Linked DNA regions of Mus musculus: region 2 is linked to region 1. A link is a contact called in public HiChIP or PLAC-seq data. All regions are on one chromosome and are shown on one strand. The core of a region is the stretch at or near the end of the contact, and the rest is flanking DNA. Distances in the headings are between cores, read along the strand shown. Region 1 overlaps Gm36283 (predicted gene, 36283). Region 2 overlaps Syt1 (synaptotagmin I).

Region 1 (2,848 bases), core at 297-2,796:
TTCTTAGAGGACTCGGACCGTGGACCTTGCCCACCTAGTCAAGCGCTGTTGCTCTGTGGCACATCCCGCATCCCTCCCAGGTGCCTTTGTTACGTTTCTTCTTCATGTGAAAGGATTGTGTCTACATCTTCTCTAGCCAGTCAATTATTACTTCCTCTAAATAACTAGACTTCCTTTTTAACTTGTGTGTGTGTGTGTACTCGAGAGCTTGCATGCGTGCGTGAGTGTGCATTCATGTGTGCACACACATGTATGTCTTCCTTCGACGTGTTTTGCCCTGCTGATGGAGTTCCCGTCCCCACCTCTTCCCTGTTTATAAGTCAACTGATGTCTTTTTCTTATTTCAGTTTTGTAACGCCAGCTATAAAAGTATTTCACGGGGCTGGTGAGATGGCTCAGTGGGTAAGAGCACCCGACTGCTCTTCCGAAGGTCCAGAGTTCAAATCCCAGCAACCACATGGTGGCTCACAACCATCCGTAACAAGATCTGACTCCCTCTTCTGGTGTGTCTGAAGACAGCTACAGTGTACTTACATAAAATAATAAATAAATCTTAAAAAATAAAAAAAAAAAAAAAAAAAAGTATTTCACAAAGATGAGGCTTGATTGTAAATTCACCCTGTCCCTTGCACTTACAACCTGAAACCCTCAAGACTGACAGACATTCGCTTTCTTTTTTTTCCCCCAAATAATTTTTTTATTAGACATTTTCTTTTCTTTACATTTCAAATGTTATCCCCTTTCCTAGTTTCCCCTCCAAAAACCGCCTATCCCATCCCCCCTCCCCCTGCTCATCAACCCACCCACTCCTGCTTCCCTGCCCTGGCATTCCCCTACACTGGGACATCGAGCCTTCATAGGACCAAGGGCCTCTCCTCCCATTCATGTCCAACAAGGCCATCTATCCTCTGCTATATATGCGGCAGGAGCCATGGGTCCTTCCATGTGTACTCTTTGGTTGGTGGTTTAGTCCCTGGGAGCTCTAGGAGTACTGGTTGGTTGATATTGTTGTTCCTCTTAAGGGGCTGCAAATCCCTTCAGCTCCTTCAGTCCTTTCTCTAACTCCTCCATTGAGGACCCTGTGCTCAGTCCAATGGTTGGCTGCAAGCATCCAACTCTGTATTTGTCAGGCTCTGGCAGAGCCTCTCAGGAGACAGCTATATCAGGCTCCTGTCAGCAAACACTTGTTGGAGCCATTCACTTTCTAAGCCATGCAACAGCCCTTTATGTCCTTAACGCTCATTGAATCAGTAGGTTTGTTTAGTTGGGGTTTATTCAGGTGTTGCTTTTTGCTTTTGACAGTGGTCCCCACACTCCATCCTGTCCCCACTTATAAACAGCAACAACAACAACAACAAAAAACACCCGTCTTATTGTTTCTCAAGCATGAATAAACAAAAAGAGGCAGAGCTAGTTTAAAAAAAGAAAAAGGAAATCTCGAGCACCCAGAAACTAAAGAATGTATTGAATGAAGCCTAGTTCTGCGAACGGTATTGATCCCAGTGATGGTGTCGCAGCAGATCTTGTTAGCCACAGCGTACACTACTGACCCGGTGTGGTTAGGATAGCCAGCCATCAGAGATTTGCCCTCTCTTCTTGTCACTGATACGCTGTGAAACTTGTGCAAGACAATTGATTTATTGTGTAACAGGTAAAATGACTACCTAATTTGGATTCGTGGTTCAGAGGGCCAGCAGTAAAGGAATGTAAGGAATTCACTGAATGTGGACACAGCGTTCTAAATACTAAACAAGGAAGCTTTAAAGGAGGGGGAGGGGAGGCCAGCCCTGCCTTGTCTCGTAAGATATTACATCAGGCGGTCCTGGAATTTTGGTTCTTTTTCTTTTCCCTTTTCAAAATTCCAACCCCATCAATGAATGTTAGGTACTATTTGAAATATTTTATAACTAATGAGTTCTTATTACTTATAAAATGTGGACACAGTTTTCTGCTTGTGTAACAGTAGCGTGTGAAAGAGACACAGAATCAGCAAAACAAAGGGAAACTCAGTAAATACTGCTAAAATAGGAATTAACATAGGGTTGTTTTTTTCCCCAATCTCCCTTTTGCCTACTGATGTGTTCAAGTAGTGAATATTTCTGCGCTGTTTATAGAACTCTGATGTATGTATGTGATTAGGTGTTCTTATGTGTTTAAATTTTGTTTTTAAGCCAAAAGAAACAGCTCTGCTTAAAAAAGCAAAACCGGAGATTAAGATGAAATAGAAATGTTTTGAATTTTAAGGAAGATTCCTGTCATGGTGTAGCATAGCAAATATAAACCCTAGCCAAAAGAACACAAAGGGTTAAATTTTAGTGTGTGTGTGTGTGTGTGTGTGTGTGTGTATCCACATGCCTTAGTGTATCTGTGGAGGTCAGAGGACAACTCTGAGTCTATTCTCCAATGTCACCTTTAGGGCCCAAAAATTAAAGTGAGGTTGCCATGCCTGTGAGCCAACACCTCTAACCTCAGAGCCCTATTGCTGGCCCAAGAGCTTAAAATTTAAACCACCCCATACAATAATGATCATATAGAAGATTTGATTCATGGCTAAGGGACTGTCATCTCCTTTTCTTGCACCTCTACTTCGTAATACAAAAAATGGTCATGATAGTATCTCCCTCATATTTTATAATATTTATAATATAAATGAATGAATGAATTCAGGTACATCTGCTGTCTGTGTTTTCTAGAAGAATTGGTGTTTATACTCAAAAGATGTTCATTTTTCCTAAGTTATGACTTGGGTTGGTTGTTTCCAGTCTTGCTTGAATTTTTTTTTTTTTTTTTGCATTCCTTCTTTGGTGTATAATCTCATTCTGTGACCCCCATCGTGGATTCCAGTAGG
Region 2 (2,880 bases), core at 146-2,645, 140 kb after region 1:
AGGAGGGAAAGCCAAGGATCATGTAAACAGAGCAAACAAACAAAAAAAATGGCTTCGTCCCGACGAAAAAATGGCTTCGTCCCGACGACTCACCCAGGATGAAAAACAATCCATTGTGATGCCTTGCTTGCAAGCAAATATTAAGTTTTAGCATCTTTAATGATTAGCTCTACATGAATGTCAACTGGCAGCTATGAGTCAAAAATCTATATATGTTATGATATCTGGGGGAGAGTTTTAATAGATATTTCTCTATTTAAGTTAGCTTGTGGATAGTATTCTCTTACCTTTAACTCACATAATGAAGTTTAGTTCCCCGGCCCTGAACCCTATTGTGTGAATACTAAACATGTCTTTGTCCAGGGGAAAAGAATGCAGCCTTGATCATAATACATTTGTAGGGAGCTTTTCATTTGAGGATCTGGCTGAAATACACCTTGTAATTTTGTGTTTGCTGGCCTTAGCGTTATACGTTAACACTAGAGTCTACCACATAGTCACCAGGTTTATAGTTTCACAGAAAATGCTTCCTTAGCAACGCAAGGTTGATTTAACCTTGGGACTGGCTGGCTAGTTGTTTGAGAGAGACACAGTTCAAGAGTGCAGATGCGGACACCTTGGGCAGTTAGCTAAATAACACATCAAAGAGGGAAACGGAGAAGATCTTACCTCACCTCGGGACTCAGCAATACACAGGGTTTTTTGTTTTTTTTTTCCCCTCATAGTTCATATCTAAGTTCTTAGTAAATGCTTTAAAAGAACAGGCTTTTCTATTAGCAAGGTGAACAATTCACTTTAGATGAAGGCTAGAGGGGTGAGGCACAATCTAAGCAAAGAGTTCTTCCAAGGGTTGAATTGCTAGGATGGGCACAGCCCGAGGACAAGTGTGTTATAGAAAATGAAATTTCAGAGAGAAGAAAACAAGCTAAAAGAGGGTCAGAGGGTCATGAAAGGATGTGAGTTGAGATGTGTGCTATTCTTCTTTATTTTCCTCTCTCTCTCCCCACTCCCCATGTGGTTACAAAACAACATCTCGCAGTGACTGCGGACTCATTGAATCCAATTAGGTATTTATTAGCTGGGGCAAAATTATTAGGCAAGGCAACAGGGGGTTGCTCAGGGACTAGGCCCTGCCACTTCTAGTCAAATTGATGTTGTTCCTACAGATTCTAGCTCATTGGGTTGGTGGGGTGGGGTGGGGTGGGGGTGCGGGAGAGGCTCACTGTAGTGGGGAGGGGAGGTCTGGCTGTCAGATACCAACTTGATAATGAGGGCTGCACAGACTCTGTCCTTCCTTCCTTTCTTCTGCTTCTGGGCCAATTAACTGAGTTTGTCCTGGGCGTGCTATCATAAGAGAAGAATTTGGAAGAGAGCTCTGGAATCTTAGACAACAAAGTCACCGGCTTTGAGAACTGAGGCTATCACTCAAGTCTCCTCTCCATACCTATTGGTTTAACCAACCCTTAACTGAACCTATTTAAAAAAAAACAAGAACAAAAACTGCATTTGTACTTAACATAGAGAGACTTTCCCTTTTCTTCCTTCCGGTCCCCATTCCTTCAGCTGTACAACAGAGCTACTGTCAGCACATCATTTACATTATATCATGCTTGACAGGTATACCCACAGAGAATGGGAAGTGTACAGTGATCTGCAAGGACTAGATCACTTTGTATATAGAACTTGAACATTCTCAGCTTTTGGGCATACACTGGAGTTGAATGGGTTGGGCCTAGAAATAACTCCCAACAAGATACTGAAGAACAGTTATCCTGAGAAATACATCCTATCTTACTTCTTATAAAATATGCTGGGGATCATGGTTAAATGCTATCAAGAGAGGAGAGAACTTGCTGGGCTAGTTTCTGGATGCTGTCATAGCTGCTTCTCAGGTAATTAGGAGACATACATTAAAGTCCTGTATGTACTTCCTGCTCACCACAGACACATGGCTTAATTTTGCATATCGCTGAGTGATATAGTGTATGATATCTTGCTATTTTCAATCTCATTTGCTCTCATGGTTATGTAGAGAGTGAAAGGAGAAAAGACAGAGAAGGCTGGAAGAGCAGAGCAGATATCATGAGACCTATAAACGCTCATTAAAAGGTTACCTAGTAGGGATAGTTTAAAAAGCAATGCTGTGAGCCAATTTTGTATTTATTTTTCAGTAACTTCATTAGAGGATAATTCAATGACAAGCTGTCCAACCATATAAGGCATAGAACATTTCCATCACCCCCTTGTCTTCTCTGTAGCTTTAGATGCACACTGTCAAGTGTATCAAGTTTGTCTGTGTCCATTACAAAGTGTGGTTCCCTTGCTTGTATGGGATTTGCCCATTCATTTAGCAAAGTTGCTTTCACTTTTTTGAGTATTGTGAATAACGTTACTGTAAACATCCAATAACCATGCACATATGTGGCTAGCTTATAGACATGGTTATATCAGCTATGGAGGAACACACACACACACACACACACACACACACACACACACACACACACACACACACCTTGAATCAAGCTTTGGTATGAAAAAATATTAAAAGTTAACGAAGAATTTTCTCTTGCTTAGAATAATAGGCAGCTCTGTGATGCTCTCTACTTAGAACTTCCACCTAATGTTACCTCATCTGTGAACTCAGCAATGAAGCTGTGTTTAATATCCCAATTTTATGGATGAGCAGACCGAGGGGCTGAAAGGTCATGGGTTTTCCATTCAGGGTTTGCAATGCCAGTTTGTGTCTTTTCTGCTGCACCCTGGTGGCTCTCAGGAGAGGGTCTGTTCATGGCTGACTTGCATCTCCACTGGATGCCAAGGAGGCAGGGACAAACACTGGCATTTTCAGACACCTACTTATTATTAGGCTCTGGCCTG

Evidence for each region. HiChIP or PLAC-seq counts read pairs in DNA pulled down with a chosen protein or histone mark.
Region 2: a contact with region 1 is called in an H3K27ac HiChIP or PLAC-seq map of embryonic stem cells, with 9 read pairs. The contact joins two enhancer-like sites. A contact is called at or near these places in 4 of 484 Hi-C or Micro-C datasets (the HL-1 cell line, embryonic stem cells and stem cell-derived neural progenitor cells) and 4 of 115 datasets of contacts at active chromatin or transcription factors (embryonic stem cells and pancreatic cancer cells).

Annotation. Positions count from the first base shown.
Region 1 is chr10:108,430,740-108,433,587 of GRCm38.p6, forward strand. The region is part of intron 1 of Gm36283 (predicted gene, 36283); the gene reads left to right. Among named protein-coding and RNA genes, the nearest start is that of Gm36440, 13 kb to the right of the region's middle. Within about 2 kb of position 1,547, at least 46 of the 459 cell types and tissues checked have an H3K27ac peak or open chromatin away from gene starts, as enhancers often do. A contact at or near this core is called in embryonic stem cells, where this site is marked.
Region 2 is chr10:108,568,571-108,571,450 of GRCm38.p6, forward strand. The region is part of intron 9 of Syt1 (synaptotagmin I); the gene reads right to left. Among named protein-coding and RNA genes, the nearest start is that of Gm36601, 110 kb to the left of the region's middle. Within about 2 kb of position 1,396, at least 55 of the 459 cell types and tissues checked have an H3K27ac peak or open chromatin away from gene starts, as enhancers often do. A contact at or near this core is called in embryonic stem cells, where this site is marked.